Regions from separate parts of the Mus musculus genome. Here region 2 is linked to region 1. The links are chromatin contacts, called in public HiChIP or PLAC-seq maps. All regions are on one chromosome and are shown on one strand. Each heading gives the region's core, a stretch centred on a gene start, on an enhancer-like site or on the middle of the called end of the contact. The rest is flanking DNA. Distances are from core to core; before and after follow the strand shown.

Evidence for each region. HiChIP or PLAC-seq counts read pairs in DNA pulled down with a chosen protein or histone mark.
Region 2: a FOXA1 HiChIP or PLAC-seq map of pancreatic cancer cells shows a contact between it and region 1. The contact joins two enhancer-like sites.

What each region holds. Positions count from the first base shown.
Region 1 is chr2:65,189,276-65,195,332 of GRCm38.p6, forward strand. All of the region lies in intron 1 of Cobll1 (Cobl-like 1), which reads right to left. Among named protein-coding and RNA genes, the nearest start is that of Gm13594, 41 kb to the right of the region's middle. Within about 2 kb of position 2,401, at least 48 of the 459 cell types and tissues checked have an H3K27ac peak or open chromatin away from gene starts, as enhancers often do. A contact at or near this core is called in pancreatic cancer cells, where this site is marked.
Region 2 is chr2:66,141,304-66,147,360 of GRCm38.p6, forward strand. No RefSeq gene overlaps it. Among named protein-coding and RNA genes, the nearest start is that of Galnt3, 20 kb to the left of the region's middle. Within about 2 kb of position 2,753, at least 37 of the 459 cell types and tissues checked have an H3K27ac peak or open chromatin away from gene starts, as enhancers often do. A contact at or near this core is called in pancreatic cancer cells, where this site is marked.

The DNA.
Region 1 (6,057 bases), core at 1,151-3,650:
GGCATGGATAAGAGTTCTTTTTCACCTAAGTATACAGAAAAGCAGAAACTGAGTAAACTTTCTGCACGATGGGACTCTAATAAAAGGACCAAAGGTGACATTTTCATGATGGCTGGGGACGAGACAGGTCAGGAAATGTGGCTATGGAAACCAGCAAACATCTCATCACACTTTTACAGTGGATTGGGTAAACCCCAGCATCAGCTTCCTTCCTGTGTACCTTCCTGAACGACAGACCCAAAACCCAGAGTATTCCCCAGCCCAGGTTCCCTTCCGCCCGGGGCTCTGCTAAGCAGATCTGCAGGCCAGAGAGCAGGAAGGACATGATCTCAGCAAGGCCGCTGTGCTCTGCCTCTGAGAGGAACCCCGTACAGTCACTGCTGAGTGTAAAAGCTGCAAAGCAGATGCTGTTTTTATATGAACAGGATCTGAGCTACCGAGAGTCCCCTTTGTGGTCCTCTGTGATTCAGGATCCTAACTGTACTTGAGAAGCAGCCTTCCCACCTGCTGACCTTAGCACAGGCGTCATGTCTCTGGTTGGCTACAGGAATGGCATCCCTGCACATGATAGCCCTGGCTTCACTGCTCCTAAAGACCGTTCTACCCCAAGATGCCAGCCTTTTTACAGTTTCTCATGAAATTCTGTTCCGTTTAAAAGTGTGCATCAGCTCAAGTAGTGACTTGTGCCTTAAATCTCAGCACTAGGGAGAGAGAAGCAAGCCAATTTCTTTGAGTTCTAAGACACTCTGGTCTGCATAGTTCCAAGACATCCAGAGCTACGTACTGAGACCCTAACTCTAGAAACCAAAAAAGACAAAAATATTAAAAGTGTATGTTCATCCCTTTATTTCCTGAAACTGAAAGTTGAAAACACACATTCATATTAAAATATGAAATAGATCAAATGAGTGTGCAACTCCTTTATGTATAAGATGTGTGTGTGTGTCTGTCTGTGTGTGTGTGTGTGTCTCTGTGTGTCTGTGTATGTGTGTGTGTGTGTGAGGGGGGGGGCGGTGCACACTGATGGTGTGTGATGCAGGGACGGGAACTCAGGCCCTCCAACACTCTATGTACACACTCCACCACTGAGCTACAATCCCAGCTCTCAACCATTTCATTATATAATCATAAAGTCTAGAAGATGATTTGTTGTAATGTCTAACAACTTAGTCTACCTCCAAAGTAAAAGTCAGAACTAACCAAGGGAGAGATTACTAGTAAGGAAAGTTCGTCCAGTAAGCTGAATTCTCCAGTCCTGAAATGGTTTACCAGCAAGGTAATGGACATTCTCTAATGCACTTCAAGTTAGAAAACCAGTACGCAGACAACAGACAAAAGCCTCCTTCAACTCCTGACGCTCAAGGACTTATTTTTTAAAGGTCAGCATACTGCCTGGTATCACACATGCTCTAACTATAGCTACCCAGGACCCTGAGGATTCCTTGAGTTCGGGAGTTCAAGACCTACCTCAGTGACACAGTGAGATGATGTCTCAAGAAATAATAAGAACATTTAACATAAGAATGAAACAGCCTATCACGCTGCTAATTTTGAGGGCTCCTTTGCTCTCATAGGTTCTAAAGTCACCCTGTCTGGACTCAGGAAACTACAGCCTGACAGACACACAGCAAATGAGGCTTTAAGAAAGTAGAAGCATGCCCAGAACCAATCCCCACTGGCTCCTCATAGAACAAAGTTGGGGCTTCAACTATCACATAATTAAAAGTGGCTACTGTTTCAATATAGGGTGGTGATTAAGAAACAAGTAACTCAAGGGCAAAGGAATCCAAATGAAGACTCCATTACTCAGTAAGCTCGAGCCAACTTCTAGATCTTCAAGCCTTGATTTCCTCAAATTCACACTGAGCGGTAACAATTATATAGCATTTGTGTAAATTGCATCTATAATGAGCCCTAAGCATTACATGTCCCGCGGAGGAAAACGTTTTTCACCTTTAAAAAAAAGTATTAGTAAATGGTTTCGGGCTAAATAAAATGTCTAGCTTTAAATATTTACAATTTTCTACTTATGCTTTAGATCTAGAGAGAATACTTTTGAGCATAAACTCTGCCTGCAGACACTGCCCTTCACATGTCCCTGCACTAAAATAAATATTTAGGGAGAAGATTAAGTGACCTGTTCTGCTCCAGCCCCGGACTGACTCCCTTCCAGGCCCACCAGATCCTGGAATCACTTCTTGGAGTAGACATTCCACTGGAAGACACACCCAAGGCTCCCCACCCATAAACGTTCCTACCCCGAAATTCCATTCTACCCCTAATCAGGGATCCCTATTCTGCTGGGGAAAGAAAAGAACAACAACCTTATCTCCTGCTGGAGATAATCAGCCTCCAGGATCCTTCAAGAGACAGGAGGCTCTGTGGTGTATCCAGCGTATCCATAGGGACCAGACAGGCCAAGGGAATGAGTCAGCCTTAGAGGCACCTTCTCCCTTCTGGGGCTACCTCCACTCTCCAGTGTGAGAACGAACGGAACTTCTCTCACCCAGAAGAATTCGATATGATAGTGCTTTATAATTCTTCTTTAAAGGCAGGTGTCAGGCTCCAAGACAATTTTCAAAATGAGAAATTAAAACTGTCTTAGATGTTCAATACAAGCAAAAGATCCTACAGTTTTTATTTGCCACTTTACAAATTTGGTAAATTACATTTCCAACACAACTTAATTTCAAGTATTTTCACGTAACTTTGAGATACATTTTGTAACAGACAATTATCATAACGTGTCACCTTTCTCAAGGCTCACAACTTAAATCCTGAACAATGTAAATCACTAGTGATCTAAAAACACAGTTTACCTGAAGAGACTTTAGCAATCATATTTTCCCCATAAGCTGCATGTAAACTCCTTCTCAATGCCGCCAGGCCCATATGAAGACAAGGAACAACATGAAAAACAATGAGTGTATGAGAAACACCAATGGAAAAGACATTAAACAATGCAGACCAGCATAAGTTCCTACTTCCTGCAGGCTCATGAGACCATAAACAAGTCCTTATGTTCCTTTCTGTTACCAGGGCTTTGATTCAGGAACTCAAGCATGCTAAACAACTGCTCAATCACTAAAAACTGCCTTCAGCCCCCACTTTTTTTTTTTATTATAATTTCGTTTTGAGACAGGATTTCTCTAGGTTGCTCAAGCTGGTTTACCCTCCTGCCTCCACCTTGGCAGTGGCTAGGATTACAGGAATACACAGTCCTAGCAGAACATTGCTTTGTAAACTGCTATGAAGTTTACAAACAATGAATATCACCACTAGAAAAGCAATTTTCAATTAGATGACAGGGGTATGTGCATGTGTTAATACTAATGAAGTTTAAAGGGACACTTTCAAAACAGCATGCATATAAACTATTTAGTTATTTATTCATAATTCATAAGAACCTCTTTCAATTCATGCGGTTTCCAACATATAAGGACAAGGTAACACACACTTAGAAATGACAGAGTCATAGAAAAGTTGGTGGCAAACTTTCTTTGTTAAACAACAGAATTATCTGACTTTATAATGTACCAATCTCTGTAAGATGAATAACTAGCACTTCAACTGAAAGGTAGAGACTGAACCCCGGCCTCTCCATCTGCATCCTGGTGCCAGCAATGTCTATTCTTATACCATGGACTGTGGCTATAATCCTTCAATGATGTGTGCCACTAATCACACAAGAGACTTAAGAGAAAATGACACTTGTCTAAAGACTGTGTATCCCATATAAAGGGAATTTACCTTAAGTTTCAGAGGTATCCCTGCACTACTGGCAAATCTGGAGGGAACAGAACCCCGTGTCCACTTGTGGATACGTCATCTCATTGCACTGTGGGAGGAGGACAGTGTGGCATGAGGACTGCAGACATAACCAGAACAATGCCCCTAAAGAACATCCCAGTACCATAGTTAGAATTCCGATACGTCAGTCACCCTTTGCTGGGCACAGTGATGGCCCAGAAGATTTCATTGCACTTGACACGTTCCAATGGCCAGCCAGGTGCACACTGCTGGGCTGTGCCAAAAGCAGAGAAGGAAGGACAGGACTAACCAGGCCACAGGGGAGTCCTACAACCCACAAAATCCTCAGGTTGCAGCATCATATTGGGTCAGCCCAATATCTCAGAGCCAGAGACTTTGCTAAACTCGAAAATACTTTCCCCGCCCAACAAGTACCAGTGTTTTTAGATTTAGTATTGTTTAAAAAAGAATATGAATCTTAAAGCCCTTTAAGTCAATGCCAACAGCAGGAGCCAATAAAAACAAAAGCGAATTGTGAGAAATACTTATCACCGCAACCAGTCTTTACGAAACCCACTTCCTTCTAGACTCTTCTCATCTCCGTCCCTAGGGAAAGTGGGCTCCACATATCAAGTAATCAAATATGTTTATTTTGAAAGGGAAACTACTTTTTAAAACGTCCTTTTAAAAACGATTCCTTTACAATAACATTCTAAAAGGGGACTCTTTATAGTATGCTTAAACAACATGATGTTTTGAAGTCCTCAGAATGCTTAGAGGATATAAATAAAATGCTCCAACAAGAGATTGCTGGACATATAGAAGAGAAGATAAAGAGATAGTACATGGCAAAATGAGAGAAAAATATACAATTTCCACAATATTCAATTTAGTAAATAAAACATTTACATTAAAATCTTCTCACAGCATTGCTTTTGATAATATCTGTTCATTTATTATGTTTTATTAAGCATATTTTTGCATGCACTCCCTAATCTTTTCTCACCCCCAAGTTGCTATGTTGACCACAATATGCACCACTCAGTGAAAAAAAAAAAATTCTCCGCAGGACAATGAATTCAATCTTCACTTTTAAAACTCCTAAGAACACATATCTCCAATATCCAGAGTGCTAAACCATTGAAAGAGATGACTGGGGTTAGAGAAACTCTTTGGTACTTAGAGTTAATAAAATGACAAATTAAAATGTACATTGGTCTTTCTACATTTTAAAACTAAATTCTAAGGGAAATATACAAATCTTTTATCAGGACGGAAACATCTGATTTCTCAGTATGTATGGATCACAAATATAAGGAAAGGAAGTTTAGCTGACTTGGCAAACAGTACTAAGTACTCCAAGAGTATGCCACAAGAATAGAGCCCCATAGACACTAGATCTCCTTATGAAACATGCTGAGACATTCATTCATGACACCTGCTATGACATCTTGTCAAAAATTACTTAACTTCAAACTGTTTCACCTAGATCTATGCTTTCTATGAAAGAATGTAAGAATACACTGACAACATCTCAAGGTAACAACTGAAAAAATCTAAACGTACAATATTTTGTAAAGCAACTGAAAGCCTCTTCAAAAAGTCAGGGATGGACATCTCCCTGAGTAACCCACCTGAGGAGGAAGCCATCAGCAGAGTGTACAGGCTAGACATGTAGGAAAAGACCAAAACCATAAAAGGAAGGTGGCCTTATACTCACCACATAACCCACTGGGCTCACCACCTCTTATTATTCTCTTGGGAAAGAAATTATAAGATCTTTGTCAATTATCTGTGAGGAGAAACAGTGCCTGTCAACAGAGTCCAGGAGATGGTGGAAGGGTGACCAAGCCAAACGTGAATGAACCAGGTCAGAAGATGCGAGGCTGCAAGAGACCTTCACTCATGGTACCAGGAGAAAAGTGGGATTTCTATGGCCCACAGTTAGCATCCAACAACAAAAGCTCTATCTTTGATTTCTTTTATGAGCAGAAAAACATGAGGGAGGAACTAGATGAATGTGGTATTACAGAAGGCTAGGTATGCAGATACCTGATCAGAAAAGCAGGAAAATCAGGGCTGGATAAAGTACCTACAGCACTTTCAAATGGAAGACGCCCATCAGAACCTGCCCTCGCCAGATTCCTAAAAGCAAGCTGGAAGTGAGCTGCTCAGGGATTACACACATTGCAGCTCTGGCCTGAGCCTCCATGTCCCTTTTGTACCTCAAAGTCCACAGCCCCCATCTATCAGTACAAGCCCTTTGGAAGAGGCACTCTATTTTTTTTTTTTTTTTTTAGTGCCAAG
Region 2 (6,057 bases), core at 1,503-4,002, 950 kb after region 1:
ACTGAAGTCATACTAGGGCAGTAGCCCCAAATTTTACCACCATTGTACAAATAGAAGAGGCTCCGGACAAAACTGGAGGGTAACTATATAGCTACAGATAGATAGATAGATAGATAGATAGATAGATAGATAGATAGATAGATAGATAGATAGATAGATAGATAGATGAAAGACAGACACACAGACAAATAGACACATACTCACTCTCACTCCTCTCAGCATAGCATTCTTTAAGAAAGCATTGCAGCCTGGATAACTTGAGCAGTGGAATTTATCTCCCCAGTCCCAGAGGCAGACTCTAGTTTTGATGGGTACCCTTGTCGAGATTTGCAGCATGCTTCCTGCAGATTTATACCAGGTACAGCATGTTCTCTGATCTCTCTTCCTTATTTTATGAAGAAAATAACCCTGTAATGGGATTTCCATTCTGATTTCATAGCTTAAGTCTCATCAGTTCCCAGAACCTATAAAACATAATATACCCCCCCCCAAATACATGAGTGCAATTGGGTTCCATGTCTTGTATCTTACTTTGTGCAACAAAGCTGTATATGCAGGAAAAATAACAAAAATGGCTCTCATTTTAATGCAATTTAGAAGCGATGAAGAAGCTGTAGCTACAATCCAAGATATCCTGAGAACTTTTTCTCCATTAATTAATTAATTAATTAATTAATTGATTAATTAATTAATTAAATTATTCATTCACTTTGCATCCTGATCACCAACAGCCCTTTTCTTCCACCACTCCCTCTCGCACAGCCCCTCCCACACTCTACCTAACCCCACCAGGTACTACCTCACCCTGTGATGTGCTGAAATTTTATACAATCAGTGTGTTGTTTATCTTTTATCTGTTGAGCATTGCATGCTAACAACATGACCCACTTTATTGAATTTCCCCCACAACCCAGCCAGTCATGAGCCTTATCTTATGAATAGCAAAACAGAAAGCTGAGTCTCTGCACTAAAAGACCAAGGCAGAAGGATTGCCACAACTCCTGGCCAACATGAATTGCATGGTGAGTTTCAAGCCAGCCTGAGATGGAGTGAGGAAAACTCCAACCCAAGTGAAATGGTGCTCCAGTTTGAACTAGAACTCATCTATGTTCAGGGTCAGTCATGATTGCGCACACAGCACGTACTACTACAGCCTCATTGATTCAGTGTGTGGGAGCTAAAAGAAGGCCTCCCTCATTTTACACTTCTGTTTCATTTTTACCACTTCCCCTTTCCCAACTTACTTTCTTCCTAGATTTCTCACTGGTGATTTTGGTAAATGGGAAGAAAGAAACAAGGTTGTATCTTGAGAGGTCAGATAAGCTTGGTGTGTTTGCTTTGTTTTGGTGTGTTGGTTCTGGGGTCAAAGTGTTTCTTACATCCATGTGAGGTTATGAAGAGGGATGGATTTAAGATAAAAGGGGAGAAGAAAAGGAAATAAAAGAAGACGATAGAAAGAAGAGACAGAAAACACAAGAAGGGAGGATCATGAGGGGTTTCTCTGGTACCCCTAATCCTTCAACATAGTATTATCCTGTGCTGTGACCCTGTCATCTTGGGTCTCTAGACAAGTGGTTTGATGTGGTCTGTTAATGGTTAGCAGTGTCCTGAGGAGTCATGACAGTGACTGGATGACTTTTCTCTCAGCTATTCTTGCATTCTAATCTTGCCTTGAAGACCTTGGTTCATAATCTCAAACCATGTAAATATTTAACTCTGAGCTATGTTTCAGAAGCCTGTTTTCAGGCAGGTATTAGGTTATGTCTGGATCATTTTTGTTCCAATACCGATACCCTTCACTCCAGTTCTTAAACTGCACTGCTTTTTGTCAGTGAGGCTATTAACTATACCATGGCAGTGCAGCCCTAGTCAAGTGCTTTTTTTTTTCAACCATCTATGCTTCCACTTGGTCGTCCGTAAATACCGTTTAACAGTAGTACTTATAGCATATCGTACTAGATACAAAGAAACGAGAAGACAGTGCTGAGGAAACATGAGCCATCTATTAAAACTCTTATTGGACTAGTGTCTTTTAGGGTCCAGTCCTCATACTATCCTCGGAAGCAGGAGGAGGAGCAGAAGATGGGAAAATTGTGGGCGAAATAATAAAAGAAGAAGTATTGAGGGCCATGCAATGATGTAATGCCAATCTATGCTAAGATTTCTCTTGGCAAACACTTCCTTTATGATACTGCCAACCTTCCCCTATCATCACCCCTCTTGTCTATGATTTTATGTCTGTGCCTAGTAAGAAAATATAACAGTCTGGAGAGGAACTCACTGCAATCATGCTGTCTTTAGTCAAACCCAAGATCAATAGTATGGCAGTAAGAAAAAGCGATTCAATTATTTGTATCTCGAACTACATCATCATTTATGCAACTCCTTTTTCCCTTTGTTCCCTGTGTTTCTTTTTTCAATTTGACCTTTTTATAATAGGCAATATGCTGCGATATTACCAATGGTTCTCTAATGGGAAACTTTATAGAAGATTTGTGTTGCAACTAATTAGGATTATTTTCCTAGGTTAAAAATACCTAGGGTAATGCTGAGATGGGTAACAGGCATGAAGAGTGGGCTGCTTTATCACACACACACACACACACACACACACACACACACACACACACACACACACACCATGCCCCCATATCCTGTAGACACAAACATGAAAGTATGTGAAGAACTGAATAAGAGAAGCTATTAGACAAATAAGTTGAAGTCGGGGTCACTGTGCAGTACCAGGGGAAGTATCAAACAGCGAGTTCCCTCTCATGCCTGGGCGAGTTCTTGCTTTCCAGTTGTCTTTCCTCTTAGGGGCAGGGCACATGACAAAGAATGTTCCTGCAAACGTGTTTAAAGGAACATGACATTTGATTTTTAGTTTACACTTTTGCCTTTCTTATTATTTTCTGTGTGCATGTGTGAAGAGGTCAGAGGACAACGTTCAGGAATCAATTCTCTCCTTCTTCTATTGATCCCAGGGGTCAAACTCATAACGTTAGGCTTGCGATGTGAGGCTCTGACCTGCTGAGCCATCTCATTTTTCCAGTACTAATTGGTTTTGTTATCATAAATGGAAAAAATGCAATTTCATAAAACTTCATTGCATTTGGTTTTTACTTAAATTTTCTTTTTTTTTTAAAGAGTATTTTCTAGAAGGGCAGAGGTTGGGTGAATATTGAATTTCCCTCTAAACTGTAAAAGTCTAATACAGCCCAGTCTGACAGTGCTTAGGGACAGTTTGTTGTTGTTGTTGTTGTCTTGCCAGTGAGATAGGTATTTTGACACCTTTTTCTTCTATCTGGAATTTTTTTCCTGCCAAGAAGATGTGAAATGTGTCAGTTTCATGTCCTTGATGACTAATATATTAACCTGTGCTCAGATAATTGATGCAGGCTGTAACATTAAAGCTGACTTAGAAATCTCAAAGCAGCTCAGATCCTCTCGTCTTTTAATGGTGTGAGCAAAGTGTTGGGGTGGGAGCACATTCTCTGTCCTTCTCTGTCTTCTGACATTCTAGCATATCAGTGTGCCCCACTGCATCTGCTGTTAGTCCATGGAGGACAACTCTTTGCACAAATATTGACGTAGCATGTGACATGCATACAGGATCTAATATTCTCAACTCTACCATGAATCATGCAGGAGGAATTTATCCGGGGACAGGAGCACGGGTAGAAGGAGGAAGTTCTCGTTCCAGGAAGTTCAAATGTTAGGCTAGGGCCATAAAAGTTATGTATTGCTTCCAGAGAGGGAGACGGGGAGGAGGAGGGGAGGGGGGGTGGTGGAGGGAGAGAGAGAGCTGTGGAAAAGGGAATTCTGGGAAGGCAAAATCAATAGCAAAGTAGAAATAGAGTCTAGACTCATGTCCTAGGAAGAAATAAGTCTTACATTCCAGCACAGACAGTAGGAAATGTATACATTTGGAAAGCTAAATATAGTTTTGAAGTCATTCTTTTTTCAGAAGTTTATGTGGCTTTGGTCAAATCCAGTTTCCCGTCTAAGTGTTGTGGCTGGGGTAGGATTTGGATCCAGTGCTGATGAGTGCCTCTGCTCAACAGTAGGAAGGAAGCCCAGAGCCAATGCTGAGTAGCTTGGGGGGATTGTTGAAACTGCTTATGCCTCAGTTTCCCCATCTGAAAGTGGAAGTGATAGTACAAGTTGATTTCTTATCATTGTTGGAAGAATCACACCTGTTCATTTAATAAAATACCTACTAGAACCTGTGCATGGTAACTGTTTCCTATTAATGAGAAAAAGGTGTAGTATTAATCTTGCACACTGAATGAAGAGTGGAAACAGTAGTTTTTTTCTCACTATAAAGTATTGTGCTAAAAAATGAGAAATATAAATTGTCTCAGAGGAAGCCTCTGACATGGGAATGTCCTGGGTCTCAGGACTTTCAGCTATGGACAGGTAGTGGGGGCTCAAGAGTCCCCCTTCTTCAGAGCCCCACTCCAGCACTGGGTCCTCTGAACTCTGATTAAAGAAAGCTTTCAGTCTGTGAGGCTGCATTCTATGGGCCACTGCCATGACCAGGCCAAACAGAATACACAGCAGTCCTGTGGATGGGGAAGGAGGAGGAGGAGGAGGAGGAGGAGGAGGAGGAGGAGGAGGAGGAGGAAGAAGAAGAAGAAGAAGAAGAAGAAGAAGAAGAAGAAGAAGAAGAAGAAGAAGAAGAAGAAGAAGAAGAAGAAGAAGAAGAAGAAGAAGAAGAAAAACTGGGATAAGGCAGAAAAATTCCTGTTTGTGAGCCATAAACATATTTATGCTTGTGCATTTCATGATTCATTACACTTAAAGGGTGTGTTAGTATGAGAAATGTCTGGAAAGATAAGAAGAAAGTACATGCAATGATTACTTCGTGGGTGGGCACATTGCTAAGGCAGCTTCACAGCCTTATAATTCCTCAACTTTCATCATGCTAATATCTTTTTATTAAAATGCTTAATTAAAGCAAGAACATAGCAAATGGAGAAAGGCCATTTTCAGGTCAATTCCACAATGGTCAATAAAAGACCAAATAAAGGCAACTTTGACATGATGTTCTTATTAACAAAGCACCATTTCTCAAAACTGGTTTTATTAAAAGGTCATTTCCTAATGACTCAAAAATTAATAAAACGTCTTAAATGATAACTTAGTTTTCAAAGGAAGTATGTTGCTTTCATGTTGGAGGACGAGAGAAACTAAATAGAAACTATTTTTTGAATGGTCTTATACAGAAGAGCATAATTGCTTTAATTTCCCTCTATTCAAAGGCCCTAAGCTCAGGGGAGCCCTGCACTCTGCCTTGCCGCTCACTAGGGTAATATTTCTCTTTGCTCTGGAGCACAGTTCGCTTTGGGGGCAATGGGCCAACTTTTTCAGTTTCTGCCTTTCATGGTTTCCTTCTGTCTTCCCCCCTGCTTCAGTTCAGGTCAGGCACACAGATAAGCATTATGCCTAGAATAAAACGGGCTTTGTCCATCTGGACTAATAAATGAATGGAGCCAGTTATTTTCCTTGGCTTATTTTGCAAGGAAACCAAACTAGTTTCCACAGAGCTTAGATGGGTCCTAAACCCAGCTACTTGTTCTTATTAATAATCAGCAATGATTACTCCAAAGTGTTAAAAAAAAAATACCCAGTAGTTTATAGAGGTAGTTTTGCGAGCTACTGGCAGTTGGGCTGTGTTTAGAACTAGAAACTGAACAGGACTCTGCGAGCTGAGGCCTCCCACATTCCCATGTTGGGGAGTTTGAATCTTTCGGTTCAGTAGATACTGCCTTCATGTTCTACATGTTTTCATCTTCCTTTGGGCAATGTTCCTCCTCGGGCTATGCTGCTTTCTGCCGATGAGCAGAGCATTTGTGGTGCAGTCACAAGTGCTCCATAAAGCTCTGTGTGATGCAGAAACTTAAAACTCACATCTGTTTCCAGCGTTCCGACAGATCACTCAGTAGTTCACACGTGGAGCATGGAGCAGTAAGCTTTCCCCCTCCAGGTAGTGAAACCTCAGGGTGATTCTCACCCTCTGTTTATGAAAAGCAAGCACTGCCTCTTTCAAAGAGC